Linked DNA regions of Mus musculus: all the other regions are linked to region 1. A link is a contact called in public HiChIP or PLAC-seq and promoter capture Hi-C data. All regions are on one chromosome and are shown on one strand. The core of a region is the stretch at or near the end of the contact, and the rest is flanking DNA. Distances in the headings are between cores, read along the strand shown. Region 1 holds the start of Fkbpl (FK506 binding protein-like). Region 2 overlaps Bag6 (BCL2-associated athanogene 6). Region 3 holds the start of 1110038B12Rik (RIKEN cDNA 1110038B12 gene). Region 4 holds the start of Msh5 (mutS homolog 5).

Region 1 (3,134 bases), core at 418-2,917:
GAAACAGGATTTCTCTGTGTAACAGTCCTGGCTATCCTGGGAGTTGATTTGTAGACCAGGCTGGCTTCAAACTCACAGAGATCTATCTGCCTCTGCCTCCTGATTTCTGGGATTAAAACCATGTGCTATCACGCCTGGCTTACAGGTGTCTTTTAAATTGCTATCCCAAATTACGTTTTTGGGTTTGTTTGTTTGTTTTTCTTGGGGGGGGGTATACAGCAAGTGTTACAAAAGCAGAAACTGGGGGTTTGGTTACCCCTGAATTACATTCTCTGGGCAGTCAAGCAGATTTACAAAGGCAGATGGCAGCCTTCCTGATCTCCTGGCTACACTTTTCTGTGTCATTAGGAAGCCCAGCAGTTTCTATTATCCTTAAACCAACTTCACTTTCTGAGCAAGTTGAAGCCCAAGGTCACTTTTCCAAGGCAGGTTAGCAAAGCCTGGTAAGAGGAGAGTTTCCGACAAACAAGTGGCTCCAAAGGGCAAAAGACACTTAGATTTCAATGAATTCAGGTGTGTAACTATTTACTTGTCTTCCTAAACTGCTACGCAAAGCTCGTTTGTAGGCTATGTATGTTTAAGTAAGAGTTGGGTCAGAGCCTCTTGGTTTAATTATTTATTTAATATCTCCGAGGACGTTTGTTAGTACACGTATTCTTTTTATATTCTAATCAGTGTAAAGCTTGTCAGTATTTCTTTTACCCTGTATCATCAATGAAGCTCTGGGTGTGATCCACAGTACCACATAAATCAGGCACAGTGGGGCATGCCCGTGGTCCCAGCATCCTCTTCTACATAGAGTTCCAGGCCAGCAAGGGATACACATGACCCTGTCAATAACACCAAGAACAACATATGCCAAAGTAAGGTGCTTAGATAATAAGGGGTTCTCGTTCCCGGAAGAACTGTGCTGGTCCAGCCGGTGCAGGCAGTTTGCCCAGCAAGGCTGAGTCACAAACGGGATCTATCTACACCTTCTGTAGGGAGGAGGAGAGCTGTTCTCTGCCGCTCCTCTCACTGGAGCATGGGATACCAGTTACACACGAAATATATAGGACAAACTAAGCTGGTGCGGAATGAGGTCACTGAGGGATCACACTGCTAGCGGGCTGGAGCACTATCCAAGAATCGCAGGCTCCATCTGAGAGTTTCGAAATCCAGGTCTGCAATTTAATATATTTTCTCATGATGGACATGCTCATTCGAGTTTGAAAAACACTACGATTCTGGATCAGGGGGCTCAGTTGAAGGGCAATGATGGATATGTGGCAAAAGTCAATCAAGGATGAGCCAAAATGGACAGGGGTTGATTTCAGCTAAGATCTCTGAATTTGGGTATAATAACAGGGGAGGGTCTGAAAGCAGCTAAAATCTCAGCCTTTACATTTGAACTGAAGCTCGAACTTAGGGTCTTTACGCATGCTTGGTAAAGCTCTCTACCACTGCTCTCTCTTCCTCAGCCCAAGTTTCCCATTTCTGGCCTTTTTACATTTTGACTAAACCAGTCAGCCAGATCTTTGTCAACCTCGGTTCGATTTGGCTAATTCTATTGCTTAGGTCTAGTCCGGTTGCTAAGGTATGGCGCTTCACGGTTGCTAGGGAAATGGCGTCACCATAGAGGCGGGACAAGGAACCTCTTCGTGCTCCTGATTGGCCGTCGTGTTAGGGACTAGCTTCTCCGTCTCTGAGGGCTCGAGAGCTGATAGAGACTCTCAGCTGCTCCCAGGCTGCCCTTCCAGGCCTCAACATCATACACAATGCAACAACTGTGACTTAGGCCGTCCTGCTATGCTCCTTGGTCTCTCAGGTACTTTTTGACCCGGTCAAGTGCCCATAGTTGGGGCGACTACCCGAACCATGGGGAATTACAGAATTTATAGTTCTAAACTAGACCTGGGTGGATTCTAGCTTGGGAAGGGGGGAAAAAAAGGAGAAACTTTTAGCACTACGAGGAGTCTTAACTAGGAATTCTGGAATTTACATGGTTTCGGTTTTTTGTTTGTTTGTTTGTTTGTTTTTTTCACCTGCTCAGGTCTGAACTACACTTGACCCATCACTTTCCAGACTAAACTGTTCTTTCCTTTATCTGTTGTGGAAGGGATCAGGAGATCCAATGGAGACCTCACCTATCAGCCCAATGAACGAGAAGAACACCGCTCAGCCGCAGCAGCGGGAAGAGAACGCCCAGCAAATCTTAAATACAGCCATTCCGTTTAGGCAGCGGTCCCCAGGTCTTCTCCCTGAAGCCCTGAAGGTGGGAGTGAGACCGGATCCAGCCAATCAAATTGTAGAGACTCAAGAGATTGAACATCCCGTGGCTGGATTTGAAGGTGACTCTGATCAATTTCAAGTCTCAACCAATGAGATGGCAGAGCACCTCCAAGCTTCTGATCTTTGGTACTGTCCTGATGGGAGTTTTGTAAAGAAGATCATAGTCCCTGGCCATGGCTTAGACAAACCCAAGCTAGGCTCCAAATGCCAAGTGTTGGCTTTGGGATTTCCTTTTGGATCTGGGATGCCAGAGGGCTGGACAGAACTAACCATAGGCATAGGACAATGGAGGGAAAAAATGTGGGGGGAACTCATGGAAAAATGCCTGGAGTCTATGCGTCAAGGTGAGGAGGCAAAGATTCACCTTCCTGGATCCTCTGCACCTCTTGCTAAACTCAGACTGGATTCCTTCACCAATGGCCGGGACTCCTGGGAGATGGAGGCTATGGAGAAGGAGGCTCTGGCCAAAGAAGAACACAGAAGGGGTACAGAACTGTTTCGAGCTGGGAACCCTCAAGGGGCTGCCCGATGCTATGGACGGGCTCTCCGACTGCTGCTGACGTTGCCCCCACCCGGCCCTCCCGAACGAACTACCCTTTATGCCAATCTGGCTGCCTGCCAGTTGCTGCTAGGACACCCCCAGTTGGCAGCCCAGAGCTGTGACCGAGTGCTGGAGCGGGAGCCGGGCCATTTAAAGGCCTTATACCGAAGGGGGGTTGCTCGGGCTGCCCTCGGGGACTTGGAAAAAGCCACTGCTGATTTCAAGAAAGTGCTAGCAGTAGATCCCAAAAACCGTGCAGCGAAAGAGGAGCTGGGGAAGGTGGTCATTCAGGGAAGGAAACAGGATGCAGGGCTGGCTCGGG
Region 2 (3,116 bases), core at 173-2,672, 500 kb after region 1:
AATCTCATATTGGGCTTGCCAGCATGGCTGGTGGGGAACGTATTTCCTAAGGGTTGGTCTTTGTGCTTTCTGGGATCATAGGTCTGAAACCAGGGCTGCTCCTGACCTGCTTGTGTTTTCTTTCTAGCTCCGGTCTGATATCCAAAAACGACTGCAGGAAGATCCCAACTACAGCCCCCAGCGCTTCCCTAATGCCCATCGGGCATTTGCTGATGACCCCTAGCTTTCTCACCAGGGGACCACTTCCCCCCTTCCTTCACAGTATTTAAGAAATAAAAGTCGGATTTTCCTGGCTCCTTTGCCTAGTAGTTTCGAGTACCTTTTCTTTACAGGTTTCTTCAAATGTTCCATAGAAACCTAGCTACACACACACACATCACATCATATTCTCCTTATGGGGTGTCATCAGTTGAGGCTTAAATAGCGTTCTGTGAAACCCATGCTCCTCTACCAGCCCTAAGAGCCCTCGCTTTAACCTCTGGAACATGAAAGGCCGGGTGGAAACCTGGAACCTGGGAGGCAGAATGGTTCTGCAGGTGGCAGTAATAGGTGTGGCCTTTAAAGTTTTACTGGGGCTTTGAGGTTGCAGAAGCTCAAGTCTTTGTTGCCTGCTGATCCACATGTACAAAGCTTGGAGTACCATGCTGATAAAGGGCTAAGCCTCTCAACTTGTAAGCTAACCCTAATTAAATGTTTTTATGAGTAGCTGCCCTCTTCACAGCAATAGAAACCCTAACTAGGTCAGAAGTACAGACCAGTTTCCCCAAGATAGACCTGATTGGTTTTGGAAAAGCAACTGAATGCATTGTGGTTTAATGGGCCATGCTAGGAGCATGTTAGACAGTGGTTCTGAGGGTCATTTAAACTATGTGTGGGGGGTCTGGTTTTATGTGATAATGTGGCTTTCTGCCCTTGTTCAAAAGCCAAAAAAAAAAAAAAAAAATTCTTGAGACTAAACTGAAGACTCACCTTACCTTTGAAAGGCAATTTTCAGACAGCCTAGTATTGACTGTTGCTTGGTTATTAGTGCCCACACTTAACGCAGATATGAGAATAAGCAAGCTGAGAAAGGAAAATACAAACTACTATTTAGGACCTGAAAGTGTTGAGAATGATAGTTTGATGCCAAGTGGAAATAAAGGGAGTGGTGGCCTTTGAGCAAGACCCCTCCCAGCTAAGCTCCCCAAAAGGCAGGCAGTTTTCAAGGACAGCCAAGCTTAGGCAGCAAGGGAAACCAAAACCACAGAACGTTGGTTCTGTGATTTAGAAAGGTGTCCTAGCCCCAACAAACAGCAGAGCTTGGCAGCTTTGGTTCTGGTTTATTATCTCCTCCTGGGGATTGGGAGGGAGTGTGTGCATGGAGGCCTAGAGAAGCCTTGTGAAGCTGTGGAAATAGATTGCCTTGGGGAATGCCAAGATCTTGGTGATGCCAGAGTGGAGGGATGAAGAAAGCTACTAAGAGGGAGTAGAACCAGCCAGAGGAGTGTGTTGCTGCCAGTAAGTTAAATGGAGTTGGGACGATCTGAAAGGCTTTGACATCAGACATGGGAGACAGATTTTGGAGTTTGACTAGCTGATTTTTGTTCTAACGTTGGCCCAATATTCCCTCGCTATGCACTCTTTCAGAATGGTAATTATATTCTATGCCACTGTATGTTGAAAACATGATCTGCCTTTTTACAGGGGTTACAGCAAGGAGATTGCAAGGAATGTCAGAATTGACTTTGGACTTGTAAACACAGTTCAGACTGATGACTACAGGCCTCTCAAAGTTGGACCGAGTGTGTTTTTCATATGGTTACAAGCTAGTGGTGGCCAGGGAGTGGAATGTGATGGTTTGAATGAAAATGGTGCCCATACGCTCATATGTTGGAGGAAGTGTCACTGGAGTGTGATTTGTTAGAGTTGATTGGTCATAGCAAAAGAAACCCTAAGACAGGCACCCACTGACCTCACCCAAACTCTTAACTCTGGAACCCTGAAGTAATTAACAGGTAACTTATTGAACCCACTACTTAGTGTAAAACATTACAGTTAATCCCCCACCCATGACTTTCCCCCCTTTTTTTTTTTTAAAATTCTTTTATTATTCTTTTTTAACAAACGGCCCCAGGGATAGGGGACTAGGGGAGGAGAAGAGGGGAAGTGAGACTCCAGACCCACAACCCCTCCCCACCCACCCCTTTCCCCCTTATATATTTATAATCTATATACAAGCCCCGGGGATGGGGGTCAAGGGGAACTCCCTCAGCGGGGTGGGGGCAATCCAGGCTCCTTCTCCCCCCGGGACCCAGGCTCCTCTGCTCTTCGGGGAGGCCCTTCTCGAGAAGGTGGCCCTGCCCGTTCCCAAGGCTTCGGCATCCAGCGCAGGGCATCTGGTGGGGAAGCCTGAGGATAGGTATATATGGAAGAGTAAGTCAGCGATCCTTCAGGAGCTCAGAAGGGGATCCGAACTTAGGCTGGGGGGAGAGGGGTGTTACTGGTCCTCTCCTTCACCTGCTGGTAGAGGTCAATGCGCTGAGTTCGGAATACTCCACTGTAGGTGGAAGGTGGGGCCTTGAGACGGGAATTGAGACCAGAGAAGGGCCTAAGGGAGGAAAGGTGACGGTCAGGGTAAACCCAAGGCCTGCCCATGTTTCAAAAAAAGTCCCTGGGGATGCAGAGCCGATATCCCACTCCTGTTTACCTTCCAGATGGGGGAGTCCGTGACGACCCAGGACCCCCAAGGTTGCTGCTCAGCTTTCGGTAATCCTGGAAAGGCTTTAGTTCTACTGGGTGCAGCTGGAAAGAGAAACAATTTACCCTATGAACTTGCTGTCTGAACCATTTACCCTTTTTCCCTTTGGATACCTTGCCATCCTTCAAAAACTTGAAATACTGATCTTTACACCTTACCTCTGCTCGCCCCAAGCTAGGGGCGAAGGGTCTAGCGGGTGAAGGTAAGACCCGAGCAGCAGGAGCAGGTGGGGGCCGCACAGCTAGGTTGGGGGGCTGGAGAGCAGGACCCACAGGTAACAGAGAAAGGGGGGGTGGAGCAGGGGGTGGCGCTGGTGGCAGGGAGCCAAAGTTCACCACTGGCAGCTGTGAGTCTACCACAGGTAGAAGCATCTGCAAGA
Region 3 (3,156 bases), core at 409-2,908, 310 kb after region 1:
GGGATGGGGCCCCTGTGAAGTCCTCAGAGCTCACCCTGGAGAGTTAAGATGGGCACAATGAGAAACAGGAGAGCAGGGTATGTTCCTCACCAGAGCCAGTGTTGGCACACTGGGCTCAATCTCAAGAGGTTCCCCAAATGAGTCAGATTTATAGCTGACATCAAGGACAGCGTCAGAGACTCTAGTCTGTGAAATCATCACTCTCAATTGAGGGAGACCAGAACCTAGGGTACCACCCAGGGAATGTCAATCCGATAGACACAGGATGCGGTAGCCAGTGTGTGTAGTTAGGCTTCGGACTGTTGCAGAGCTATATAAAGCCAAAACTCCTGGGGACTGAAATTTAACTGCTAAAACCTTTAACGAAAAAAGGTGGCATGGGCCGGAGAGATGGCTCATAACCATGTGTAATGGGATCTGACGCCCTCTTCTGGTGTGTCTGAAGACAGCAATAGTGTACTCACAAACATCTAAATCTTAAAAAAAAAAAAAAAAAGGTGGTTGGAGCCAGGACTAAGGCCATCCTGAATTGAGAGCCCGTCTAAATACCCAAAAGCATAGTCTAAAACAGTGGCTCTCAACCTGTGTCACCAAGGAACCCTTACATAGGGGTCCCAGACAGGACAGCCTGTGTTATCACAATAGCAAACTTTAGTTATGAAGATACAAGGAAAATAAAACCGATGGTTAGGAACATCACAGCCCGAGGAACTGCATTAAAGGCCCTCAGGAAGGCTGAGACCCACTGCCGTGGACTAGCATACAGAACTTAAAGGCACAAGAAATAATCAAGGCAGCTCCTGGATCCACCATAGATTTAGAGTTAGGGAGATTAGTTAAGATCTAAAAACAAAAAGATGGCTGGGTGGTAGCTTGCTTGGAGACTGGCTAATGCAGGCAGGATATTAAGAACAAAACAAGGGCCAGTCGGTGGTGCTGTATGCATTTAATTCCAGAGAGTAGAGGCAGGCGGATCTGAGATCAGGGCTACATGGAGAAACCCTGTCTCGAATCCACCCCTTCCAAAAAGTCAAGCCAAGAGACAAGCATGCCAGTGAAACCTAAGACTAACCTTTCTTCAGGTGTAGGCAGCTGGCGTGTGTCCTCAAATCCCTACCAGAAAGCAAGACACAGAGGTAAATTACTCAGAACTCTAGGCCACTCAAAACCCACGCCACTGCCGATTTTGGACCCGGGGACGGTCAGCGCGCTGCGGTGATGGCGTCAGCGAGACACTCAGAATCACCAGAAATCATCATTACTGTCCTCTCCCCGAAACCAGCCCCTCCTCACACCGCCTACCTCTCGCCAGCATGCGCTTACCATTGTGCTACTGGGTACGGCTGGCGTGGGCCAGGAACCTGGAAGAGATCATTGAATGAGCACAGGTCGTAGAGACCCCGGCCTGCAGCCCCCACCCCGGCCTGGGTCAGTTACAAGGAGTGGCGTCACGTGGACATCAGAAACTCTAGTCTGTAAATGTGGGTCATCATACCCGGCCCCACACCGCAGAGCCCTCCCCACAGGACCCCAGGATACCTGCGGCACGAGGCGGACCCATGCCTTGCTCTCCGGAGTCCTCAGACCCTGCCCAGACCGGTGGAGAACAAAGAAGGGTGAAAACACGGCAAACCGTGTGGGCGGGTGCACAAAGAGACCCGTGTGCCGCCCGCCTCGGCCATTTATACCCACGCCTGGCCCGGGGGTCCTGACGGACATAGTCGTCTTCTCATATGCCTGACTTGATCGCGCTGACAAATGCGAAGGGAACAAAGAGGAATCATGTTTCTTACTGTCCTAAGTAGAGAATCATGTATATGACGACAATTTGATAAACTACCAATCCAAAGGAAAGAAAAAAAAAAAAGAAAGAAAGAAACAGGCAGCCTAATCGGCCAAGATTGGGTAAAGACCCTGGAGCTCCTACAGGATAGGTCAGCTCTTTGGTCTCCTTTAGGCTTATGGCTTTGCGGATTCTGTACTCATGTTTGGATCCAGTCTACCCAGGAGGACTCATATTGCCTACACCTAGCAGAAAAATCTGAATTTGCACCTCAGCTTCTGCTCTCCGTTAAAAAGAAAAAAAAAAGAAAAAAAAAAGATTACTGAGTGCTCTGCTGCATGTACACGTGCGTGCCAGAAGAGGGCATCAGATTCCCTTATACATGGTCACGAGCATTTGGTTGCTGGGAATTGAACTCAGGACTTCAGGAAAAGCAACCAGTGCTCTTAACTGGTGAGCCATCTCACCAGCCCCAACATTTTTATTTAAAGGGGGATAAAAGCCACACACACACAAACACACATCTGGCTCATAGTCTAAGATGGGTTCCAACCATGCCTACAATTACAGGCGTGACACACTACTATGTTGAGAGAGAGAGAGAGAGAGAGAGAGAGAGAGGGGGGGGGGGTCGGTTTCAAGACCGGGTTTCTCTGTGTAACCCTGACTGTCCTGGAACTTGCTCTGTAGACTAGGCTGGCCTCGAACTCACAGATATCTACTTGCCTCTGCCCTGAGTGCTGGGATTAAAGGCATACAACACCACTGGCCAGCTTTTAAGAAATATTTTTAGATTGATTGTATTTGTGTCTATGTGTGTTAGAGGAAGTTGTAAGCCACCTGGTGATAGGTGCTGGGAACTGAAGCCAGGTCCTTAGAAAGATCAGTAAGTGCTCCTGACCACTGAGCCACTGCTCCAGCCCCTTTGTCTTTTTTTTTTTTTTTGAGACAGCAATTCTGTACCATGACGGTCAACATTCCTACTTCCTTTTCCTAAATGCTGAAATTACATGTGCAAGGCACTATACGCTTCTCTATCTTCATTTTAAAATACATTTTAGCCAGAAGCAGTGGTGCACAACTTTAATCCTAGCACTTGAGAGGCAGGGGCAGGTAGATCTCTTTGAGTTCAAGGCCAGCCTGGGCTACGCAGTGATGAGATAGTGCCTCAGAACATAACTAAAATTTAAAATCTAAGAATCCTATAGTAGCCGGGCAGTGGTGGCACATGCCTTTAATCCCAGTACTTGGGAGGCAGAGGCAGGCAGATTTCTGAGTTCAAGGCCAGCCTGGTCTACAGAGTTAGTTCCAGGACAGCCAGGGCTACACAGAGAAACCCTGTCTCAAAAAACAAAACAAAACAAAAAACAAAC
Region 4 (3,132 bases), core at 492-2,991, 400 kb after region 1:
AGCTTCCAGATAAGAGTACATGAGGCAAGGTTTCTGATAATAGGAGCTCCTTTCAGAGAAAGGACAGAGGCCCTGGGATGGGGGCTGGTAACATAAAAGGAAGGAGCTACCAAAATCCACGCTTGGCAGAAGTATGATTTCAGGTCCCTTTGGCTCTCTGTGCTCCTCGGAGGCTGTGGAGGCAAGAGGCCACAGTCTTGTACAGTTCAGGCCTGTCATTGTCCCATGCTCCCTCCCAGCCAAAGATTTAGTAGTCTATTTCCATTTCCCCTTCTCTATGCAATCCTTACCAAGCTTCCCTAGAAATCGAGTCATAGCCTCATCCTGTTTGGCACTTGTGACAACAGACTGGGGGTTGATTTCATCCAGAACTTGAAGAGAGAAGGAAGGTGCCTGATGAGTCGAAGGATATCTCCACTGTGACTAAGAGGAAAGTGGTGGCTCTCTTCCTGCCACTGTCTGTTCTCCTCAAGAATTTATCATCTTAGCCAGGCATGGTGACACATGCCTTTGACCCCAGCCCTTGGGAGGCAGGGGAATCTCCATGAAATCAAAATCTGCCTGATCTACACAATAGGTTTCAGGATAAACCAGAGCCACATAGTACATAGTGAGACCCTGTCTCAAAAAAAAACCAAAACCAAACTAAAGTTATTTTATGTCTGTAAGGGATGGTCTGCACACTGGGAGCGCAGTGGAGGAGACTTAGTAAAGGCACGGTGGGAAGGAACAAGAGTGTCCTGGAAACTATCACTAAAATCATGGTTTGCCAGGGACAAAATCTGTAGCATTTCACATACAGTAGGTACCTAATAAAGTTGTGTTGAATAAGTAATTCCTAAATCAGGTGACTATAAACTACATGAGGATGTATGAGTGAACACACGTCCCACCCCAGAGGAGAGGAATGCAGGGCTCTGTCGCACCTCTCTGGAGAAGCTTTAGGCTCTCGTGGTCTGGGGCATCTGGCATGAAGTGGATAGTGGAGTCACTAGTGTCATAGTAAGCAATGCCCAGGTATCCCGAGCTCCACAGCACGCACAGATGGATCTGTCCCGCGAGGAAGGAAAGGGGATCGATATCTGAATCCCTCGGAAGGGCATGGATTGGTCATCCCTTATTATTAATCATTTAACCAAATCTCGGAGATAGGCACTCATGGGGAGTTTAGTCAACGTGAAACGGGGTCGGCTCAGCCTCTCCCAGCCCTCCCAACTCCGCGGACACCTCGGCGGGCTCCTCCTCGTCCTCTTCCTCGATACCTCCAGGCCCCGCCATTGGGGGCTGAGGGCTGGGGAAGCTGGCTGAGGGGATTCCGGATCTGGGTCCGGGTCCCGGCGGCGTCCGGCCTGGGGTCGCTCTGAAAGCCATGGGCTCGGCGACTCTGAGGACATGGGAGGGGAAGGAGGTCCAAAAGCAGCATTCAGCAGGCGGCTGGTGCGCGGGCTTTCAGGGGACAGGCGCGGGGGCTGCCCCTTTAGGTTGGGAGCAGCTCCGAGCTACTGTCCCACCCTCATTCCTGTCACTCGAAGCCGTGCTTTGGAAGCTCTGACGGAGCGCGCTGTCACGTCAAGTCTCTCCCGCCACCCACGCCCTTACAGCCGCAGCGCGCTCTCCTGACCCACCCCCACCCCCTCCCCCACCCCCACCCCACTGGAGCCGCCAATTCGCAGCACTTTCCCGCCTTTTCCGTCACCTCAGCCGCGACGATCCACCTCCCTGACCAACCGCCGCAAGCCTGCAGCCTGTAGGCGTGGGCCGCGCGCGCTCGCCCCGCCCCCTTAGTGGCTGAAAGGGTCTGCTTAGCCATCCAACGGGAAGGCGGTGAGGACGCTAGATGTCGATTGGTCCGTTTGCATTGGGGGCGGTGCTAGAGTGTTCAAAATTCCCGCCCTCTGCCGTTGCTAAGCAGCCGTGTCGCAGAGCTTTGATTGATGTTGGGCGGAGCCCGCCCTAAACTAAGGTCCCCGCCTGGAAAAAGGGTCTGGGCCACGGTGGAGAAGGCCAGAGCCCGGAGGCCGACCTTAAAGGGCCAGAGGCAGTCTTCCTCCTTCCTGAAGAGTGGAGAGAAGCAACATTAATTCAACCTGTGCCAACAGCAACAACTCCGTTAATATTTGTACCCACTAAGTTAATATTTATAAAAAACTCAGAACAGTGCCCAGCAAACAAAGTAAGCGCTACATGAGTGTTTTAAATAAATAAGTGGAAGTAAGAACTAACTCCTGTTTCAGACCTACTTTGCCTGTTTCCTGATTGCAGGAGATGATCACCAACCACAGGAGCAACACGGGGCTTGATTATTTTGGAACCCCTGAAGAGGAAGTATAAGTATCTGAAAGACACTAAATTCTGAAAGTAGACCTAATTAGAACACATACAACCATACTACAGTCCTCTCACCCCTAAGGACACAGGGTATCTCTGACTGATGATCCATCTGGATGGGAAAGAAGGAGAAGGAAGGAGTTTCTGAGGGAAAGAAAAAAAACCATACTTTACAAAACAATAAACAAACAAACAAAAACTTCAGTGCTGGCTTAGCAGGTAAAAGTACCTTCAATTTTGTACCCAGATTGTCCTCTGTCCTCCATACCTGTGCTGCTTGTACACACACACTCACACTCACACTCACACACCACATAATTTTTTAAAAACTGTCCTAGCTACACTAAACTAAGATCCTGCCTGAGGTTCAGAAATGGCATGAGGTGACCTGGCTCTGCTGATCAGCGACTGGAAAAATCATCTCCAAAGGGGAGCAGGTCTAAGGGCTGGGTTAATGGTTACTCTTGGCAAATTATTGAGCAATGGAGTTATGGAAACCTGGAAGAGGTTATTGGTGACAGCTCTGGGGAGTGGCAGAGAGGGACACACCTTCCATTCTGGGGTATGAAGAGATTAGGGACTGGTTTACCAAGAAGAGGAAGGGATCAGACCCAGGAAGAGAAGGCAGCAGAAGAAAAGAAGAGCTGGAGAAAGAAGAAGTGGGAGCTCAGAGATAAGATGGCAGTCTACATTTTTTTTTTTTTTAATGCAGTCCTGGCTTCAAATCCAGGAGCACTGCTGGGTGATCCCAGGACAGAGCAGCCTGGAAAATAAAGGCAAGATAACGCATTTGTGTGTGCGTAG

Evidence for each region. Promoter capture Hi-C pulls out the DNA fragments that hold promoters and counts their contacts. HiChIP or PLAC-seq counts read pairs in DNA pulled down with a chosen protein or histone mark.
Region 2: a contact with region 1 is called in a promoter capture Hi-C map of hippocampal neurons, with 4 times the contacts expected there. The contact joins the enhancer-like site here to the promoter of Fkbpl in region 1. A contact is called at or near these places in 8 of 39 promoter capture datasets (the 3T3-L1 cell line, embryonic stem cells, erythroid cells and 4 more), 5 of 484 Hi-C or Micro-C datasets (cerebellum, cerebral cortex, embryonic stem cells and 1 more), 5 of 115 datasets of contacts at active chromatin or transcription factors (bone marrow-derived macrophages, embryonic stem cells, extraembryonic endoderm stem cells and 1 more) and 1 of 9 other capture datasets (adipose tissue).
Region 3: a contact with region 1 is called in an H3K4me3 HiChIP or PLAC-seq map of embryonic stem cells, with 19 read pairs. The contact joins the promoter of 1110038B12Rik here to the promoter of Fkbpl in region 1. A contact is called at or near these places in 8 of 39 promoter capture datasets (the 3T3-L1 cell line, the HPC-7 cell line, cranial neural crest and 4 more), 1 of 15 datasets of contacts at CTCF or cohesin (the NIH/3T3 cell line), 20 of 484 Hi-C or Micro-C datasets (the Ba/F3 cell line, the G1E-ER4 cell line, the MNK3 cell line and 8 more), 27 of 115 datasets of contacts at active chromatin or transcription factors (the 230-238 cell line, the HPC-7 cell line, the NIH/3T3 cell line and 15 more) and 2 of 9 other capture datasets (adipose tissue and liver).
Region 4: a promoter capture Hi-C map of neural stem cells shows a contact between it and region 1. The contact joins the promoter of Msh5 here to the promoter of Fkbpl in region 1. A contact is called at or near these places in 8 of 39 promoter capture datasets (the 3T3-L1 cell line, the SN4741 cell line, embryonic stem cells and 5 more), 1 of 15 datasets of contacts at CTCF or cohesin (the NIH/3T3 cell line), 2 of 484 Hi-C or Micro-C datasets (CD8 T cells and embryonic stem cells), 4 of 115 datasets of contacts at active chromatin or transcription factors (embryonic midbrain, extraembryonic endoderm stem cells, microglia and 1 more) and 2 of 9 other capture datasets (liver and pancreatic islet).

The regions. Positions count from the first base shown.
Region 1 is chr17:34,643,147-34,646,280 of GRCm38.p6, forward strand. Fkbpl (FK506 binding protein-like) reads left to right here and starts at 1,668. Exons shown (of 2, transcript NM_019873.3): 1 at 1,668-1,807; 2 at 2,099-3,134. The coding sequence starts at 2,114.
Region 2 is chr17:35,147,014-35,150,129 of GRCm38.p6, forward strand. Bag6 (BCL2-associated athanogene 6) reads left to right here. Exons shown (of 26, transcript NM_001372261.1): 26 at 128-308. The coding sequence ends at 223. Prrc2a (proline-rich coiled-coil 2A) reads right to left here. Exons shown (of 31, transcript NM_020027.3): 28 at 2,896-3,108; 29 at 2,687-2,781; 30 at 2,497-2,587; 31 at 2,063-2,388. The coding sequence ends at 2,248. Among named protein-coding and RNA genes, the nearest start is that of Bag6, 13 kb to the left of the region's middle. Within about 2 kb of position 1,423, at least 7 of the 459 cell types and tissues checked have an H3K27ac peak or open chromatin away from gene starts, as enhancers often do.
Region 3 is chr17:34,950,813-34,953,968 of GRCm38.p6, forward strand. 1110038B12Rik (RIKEN cDNA 1110038B12 gene) reads right to left here and starts at 1,659. Exons shown (of 4, transcript NR_015536.1): 1 at 1,540-1,659; 2 at 1,324-1,361; 3 at 1,073-1,113. LOC115488834 (a small nucleolar RNA gene) reads right to left here and starts at 1,263; the gene lies at 1,201-1,263. Snord52 (small nucleolar RNA, C/D box 52) reads right to left here and starts at 196; the gene lies at 138-196.
Region 4 is chr17:35,045,004-35,048,135 of GRCm38.p6, forward strand. Msh5 (mutS homolog 5) reads right to left here and starts at 1,742. Exons shown (of 25, transcript NM_001146215.2): 1 at 1,697-1,742; 2 at 1,228-1,384; 3 at 927-1,050; 4 at 291-371; 5 at 111-173. The coding sequence starts at 1,371.